2 separate regions of the Mus musculus genome follow, and region 2 is linked to region 1. The links are chromatin contacts, called in public HiChIP or PLAC-seq maps. All regions are on one chromosome and are shown on one strand. The core of a region is the stretch at or near the end of the contact, and the rest is flanking DNA. Distances in the headings are between cores, read along the strand shown. Region 1 overlaps Cd244a (CD244 molecule A). Region 2 overlaps Cd48 (CD48 antigen).

Region 1 (2,841 bases), core at 118-2,617:
TTAGGTTCCCACAGGACTGGACCTGAAGTATTCCAGGTGCCACCTTCAGGCCTGGACTCTGCATGCAGGTCTCCCATCAGTCACTTTAGTCCTAAGGAAAATTGCATGGCTGTGGGCAGAGCTGGCTAGGAAGTGCAGCCCCATCATGATAGTGCCCTGAGCCACTAATCCACCCAGTAGCCTGTGCCTCTGAGCCTCCTTTCTTCAGTGACAGGCCCCCAAGTGAGTGTAGTTTCCAACTTCTTAGCAAGCAGCCAGATCAAAACACCCAGGAAGAATTCTTTGCCCCCAGAAGATTGCTGCTAAGAAAACCAGGAGTCCCTTCTGCAGGAATCCTGCAGGAATGCTAGGACCCCTCTGTGGAATTACAGTTCCGAATAGGATTAACTCAAAGTATAGATACTGAAGGAGAAAACTGAAGTAATAAGCTAACATTATAAAGTATCTCCCTGCCAATATATTTGCTTAAAAACTTGAAGTTACACAAAAGAGAATGCAGTGGAAGGGCCACTGTCACTGGGAAGTTCAAAGGAGAAGACTCTGCCTCTTCCAGCTACCCCTTAGGATTCTTTCCCATACCAAATGGAGCAGGGGAGGTTTAGAGAAGATGACCCTGGCTGATAGTTGCTTTTTAAGCCCTCTCTCTGCCTTTTATCAGGAGAAGCACACTTCTGCCAGGCAAGGTGACCATGGTTAACATCTGCCCCGGAAAATCATGTCTGGCCTATCTCAAGATACCTAAAAATATCTTTTCATCGGAAATGTCCCCAAAGAGCCAAACTTTCAGTTTCTGTTTCTGTAAATCACGTTTAATTGTTCCAAGTTTCTGGGACCTAAAAGAGTTTTGCAGGTTAAAGCTTGTGTAAAAATACAGTGTTATGGTTAGAAACTATATAAACTGTGAAGGATCTCTGACCAGAACCAGTTCCCCGTTGTGTGTTAGCCAGAACTGGTTCAACCCTATTATTCATGAACTTTTCTTCAAGTGGTGGGGAACAAAACTAAGTTCTTTATGGGCAGCAAATAATCAAACAGGAGTCAGGGAAGGCATAGTAACAGGAACATTGGGAGCCTCTGCCATCTTTGCTTCATCATTTCTGTAATTCTCTGATTGTAGGCAGGTTAATTAGTTTCTATGAGTTTCCAACTCTGTTAGGTAGCAGGAGTGATTGATAGTCAGAGGCATCTCACAAGATTCCTGTTAAGATCAAATGAGATAATGTTTATGAAAATCTCATTAGCAGGCACCTGTAATGTGAAATTCTTTACTGTTCTCTTCTTGTTGGGTGGATTACAGATCAGTATCCATGTCTAACACAGATGGTGAATGTAGAAGTTCAAAAAAGGAAGAAACAGGAAGGAAAAGTGGGAGGCTTATAGTAGTAGGTCTGTGGTGAATATTTGCTGAGTTAGAACAGTAGATAGATATAGCAGCTGCACTACAAGATGTTTTACAGGTACCAGATCGTGTAATTAGCTCTCAGAAGCAGGAAACATCTCCTTTGTTCAGGCAAGGTGAGTAAGCAGCACCAGTCTTCTGGAATTTATAAGTTGGACCAGTTTGTCACCCAACTGAGGAAGAGTGACAAGGGTGAGGAGTCCCTAGGATGTGAGCAGACAGGCCATTGAGAGAGGACAGTGGGTTCGGGATAGTTCCTGAAGTTAACATATGGGACAGTGGGTGCTCAGTCTTCCTAACGTCTGTGTCCCTCAGATTTCAGATTTCTGCCCTTTGGGGTGATCATCGTGATTCTAGTTACATTATTTCTCGGGGCCATCATTTGTTTCTGTGTGTGGACTAAGAAGAGGAAGCAGTTACGTAAGTAGAAGGCTCATGAACGGATGCTGTTGCTTGAGGTTTCAGGTGTAGTGGGTTGACCCTGTGTCTATAGACTATACTCTAAACACAGCATCTTCTTTTCCTGGGAGAGGTGTTGGGATATGTGTGAATACAGGTTGGGAAGGGCAACCAAAGTCTACAACCCCCTGTTCACACTATCTATGGTGGGCCGACTATATTTACAGCATGGTTCCCCAATATGTTGATTTATCTAAGGTGCTGGGTTTGGTCGGTGACTTCCTAGCTTGGTGGAGGATTTATATCATGGGTAATTGCTCTTGTGCTCTTTATGTATCTTGGCAAGAGCATTAACCTGCCTGTTTTCTAGAGCCATTTTAAAAATAGTGACCATTTTTGGTAGAGGTGTGAGTTGCAAAGTGGAATCCTGGGTAGGAAATCTTCTGAAGTTTTCTGAAGTTCTAGTATTTATTTTCTTCCTCACACAGAGTTCAGCCCTAAGGAACCTTTGACAATATATGAATATGTCAAGGACTCACGAGCCAGCAGGGATCAACAAGGATGCTCTAGGGCCTCTGGATCTCCCTCGGCTGTCCAGGAAGATGGGAGGGGACAAAGAGAATTGGACAGGCGTGTTTCTGAGGTGATGTTCAGCTCCCTTCTAGCTTTTCTTCTCCACCAGTTTCCTGGCTCTACCCAAAGAGGAAAAGGAGAAAAGAGAGAGAGCAGAGAAAATGGGAAATAGGCAGAAGGGGTCACATGGTGCTGTACTAGATCTGCCAAGGGGAGGAACTCAGTAGAAATCCATAGCAAAGGGCAGAGTGTGTCTACCACTGCCTTCCCTTATAGAAACCGTTCAGGGCCAGCTTTCCTTTGTGCATTATCCACAGCTGGTTCTACCCTATTATTTAAGAACTTTTTCAAAAAAAAAAAAAAGAAAGAAAGAAAAGAAAAGGAGTAGGAAAATGAGGGAGAGGATGGGGCAATATTAGAAGATATTTCTGGAGACAATTCACATTGGTTTAGACAGAAGAACAAAGCAA
Region 2 (2,841 bases), core at 166-2,665, 110 kb after region 1:
GGGCTGAAATTTTGAGCACAAAGGTCACTCATCATCTTGCAGTCCCCTCCTGCCGGTATCCAGACTGTGCTCATTGCATTTAAATGGATCTTGCCTCTGTTGTCTTTGAATGCTGGATGCTAGTATTAGATTATTAGATCATTAGAGTTAAAAGAACTGTCCTCAATCCAGCTCCACCTTCTCATGGTAGCCTCTATGGAGGACGAGGAAGGAGGAAGGTTTTGCTCTTTCCTTGCTAGCTCTCACTCTTGCTGGCAAGTCCATTCCTTCCCTGGGTTAGAGCTTACTGTTTCAGGATTTTGATGTCTACTGAAGACCAGCTGAGACATTCACCCTCATGCTGGATTCTTGGACTCTATTAGGAGACAGCCATTGTTGGATTAGCTGGGCCACCGCCTGTGAGCTACTCTAATAAATCTATCTAATAAAGCATCCTATCAGTTGTGTTCTTCTAGAGAATCTTGACTTATACAAGAACTTAAGTCATTTCATTCCCTGAGTCAAGCAAACAAAACAAAGCCTTCTCTTCCCCTTCTCTGTCCTTTCACGTGCCTTGTGATCTCTCTGTTTCCTTTTCTCCTTTCCTACACGCTTCAGAATCCACGGCAAGTGGCCTACTAACCTCACTATGTTCCCTGTCTCAGAAAAGGACATCCTGCGATTGTCACCAAGTCTTAAGTCCAAGGTCTTTATATCTATTGCCAAATTAATTCCTAAGTGGGTTTATATAGGTTTACATATTTACATAAGTAAATACATGACCTCATCAGAGAGCTCCAGGTGACACCACACCTTTAAGTCTCAGCTGCAGTTTTTTCTTAAAGAATTTTATTAAAAATACAAGATTTATGGTTTTAGTAATCAGAATTTCTTCTTTAGAGCATTTTTCTCTTTCCTGAGTAATTCCTTCATATGAGATTATGACACCTCTCTCTCTCTGTCTCTCTTTCTCTCTCTCTGTCTCTGTCTCTCTGTGTCTCTGATTCTCTCTGTCTGTCTCTGTGTGTGTGCATGTTTGTGTTATTTAAGGGGCTTACTATGTAGCACAGTCTGACCTTGAACTCATAATTCTATTGAGTCAAACTTTTAAGTGCTGAGATACAATTATATGCTATCATAACAAATATAATTAAGCTTTTATAACACACAAGTATATGTATACACAGAGGCAGGATCATTTCTATTCCTAATATAATCTACAGGTAAGTACTGTCACTTTGTCTTGAGGTCTAGACACACTGCTTTGCTGTAAAAGATTAAAACCAACAGTCATTCGCTTTACTCCTGTCTCATCTACCCTCTTAGAAATAACAGAAATATCCATAACAATTAAAAATGGATGCGTCAAGACGTTAACCACCAACAAATCACTTCCTTCTTTGGTAAGCAGACATATCCAGTAATTAGAATTGTTACATGCAGATGGTTGAGGAGGAAGGAACAGCATCCTGTTCACAACTGTTTCTCTGCACTTTCCCACGTGAGAAGGCTCTAAGGCATATTCTCCTCTATCATCAAATTCTGAGCACTCCCATCTTCAAGTGTTCATCTGAGGCTTGTTAGAGAGGCTGTTTGGGATAACCTAAGTTAGTTCTTCATGGATTGGGTGGGGAACTTTTTTTTTTTTTTTTTTTTTTTTTTTTTTTTTTTTTTTTTGGTTTTTCGAGACAGGGTTTCTCAGTAGCCCTGGCTGTCCTGAAACTCACTTTGTAGACAAGGCTGGCCTCAGACTCAGAAATCCACCTGCCTCTGCCTCCCAAGTGCTGGGATTAAAGGCGTGCACCACCACAGCCGGTGGAACTTTTTTTTTAATGAAACTTTTTTTTTATTAAATGTTCTTTTTTTATTATTAGATATTTTCTTCATTTACATTTCAAATGCTATCCTGAAAATCCCCTATACCCTCCCCCTGCCCTGCTTCCCAACCCACCGACTCCAGCTTCCTGGCCCTGGCATTCCCCTATACTGAGGCATATAATCTTTGCAAGACCAAGGGCCTCTCCTCCCACTTATGGCCAACTAGGCCATCTTCTGCTACATATGCAGCTAGAGACATGAGCTCTGGGGTTACTGGTAAGTTCATATCATATTGTTGTTCCTCCTATAGGGTTGCAGACCCCTTCAGCTCCTTGGGTACTTTCTCTAGCTCCTTCTTTGGGGGCCCTGTGTACCATCCAATAGATGACTGTGAGCATCCACTTCTGTATTTGCCAGGCACTGGTATAGCCTCACAAGAGACAGATATATCAGGGTCCTGTCAGCAAAATCTTGCTGGCATATGCAATAGTGTCTGAGTTTGGTGGCTGTTTATGGGTTTATGGGATGGATCCCTAGGTGGGGCAGTCTCTCCGTCTCTGGATGGTCCTTCCTTCAGTCTAAGCTCCAAACTTTGTCTCTGTAACTCTGGATGGGGAACTTTTGTTCCAATGCCTGAGATACTTTTGGTTATTTCCAATGAGGAAATGCTACTGGAGTCTGGTGAGCAGAGGCCAGCGTGACTTAGAATGTTAGATTCTTAGAATCACAGAACAGATCCCTCTTCTACAAAAAAAAAAAAAAAAAAAGGTAATATTTTGGCTCCAAATACCAAAATAGCAATAGATAATAGAAATCACTGACCTGGGCCATATATTAAATTCACATGGAAATAAGAGTGGGAATAAATGTGGATGTATATCCAAAGACTTAAATTTTGGACATGATGACACATGAATATATTCCCAGCATCTGGGAAGCTAAGGCAAGAGAACCTGTCATTGAAGGTCATCTTTGACTATATAGTGAGTTTGAAGTCATCCTAGGACACATTTCACTTTATCTAAAAACATAAAATGAGAGTCC

The links. HiChIP or PLAC-seq counts read pairs in DNA pulled down with a chosen protein or histone mark.
Region 2: a contact with region 1 is called in an H3K4me3 HiChIP or PLAC-seq map of bone marrow-derived macrophages, with 3 times the contacts expected there. The contact joins two enhancer-like sites. A contact is called at or near these places in 9 of 39 promoter capture datasets (the C10 cell line, the HPC-7 cell line, embryonic stem cells and 4 more), 1 of 15 datasets of contacts at CTCF or cohesin (CD8 T cells), 6 of 484 Hi-C or Micro-C datasets (B cells, erythroblasts, group 2 innate lymphoid cells and 2 more), 7 of 115 datasets of contacts at active chromatin or transcription factors (CD8 T cells, the HPC-7 cell line, bone marrow-derived macrophages and 3 more) and 3 of 9 other capture datasets (adipose tissue, liver and pancreatic islet).

The regions. Positions count from the first base shown.
Region 1 is chr1:171,575,529-171,578,369 of GRCm38.p6, forward strand. It overlaps Cd244a (CD244 molecule A), which reads left to right. Exons shown (of 9, transcript NM_018729.2): 4 at 1,715-1,819; 5 at 2,287-2,441. Among named protein-coding and RNA genes, the nearest start is that of Gm35200, 15 kb to the left of the region's middle. Within about 2 kb of position 1,368, at least 13 of the 459 cell types and tissues checked have an H3K27ac peak or open chromatin away from gene starts, as enhancers often do. A contact at or near this core is called in bone marrow-derived macrophages and hematopoietic stem and progenitor cells, where this site is marked.
Region 2 is chr1:171,686,151-171,688,991 of GRCm38.p6, forward strand. All of the region lies in intron 1 of Cd48 (CD48 antigen), which reads left to right. Among named protein-coding and RNA genes, the nearest start is that of Cd48, 5.6 kb to the left of the region's middle. Within about 2 kb of position 1,416, at least 22 of the 459 cell types and tissues checked have an H3K27ac peak or open chromatin away from gene starts, as enhancers often do. A contact at or near this core is called in bone marrow-derived macrophages and hematopoietic stem and progenitor cells, where this site is marked.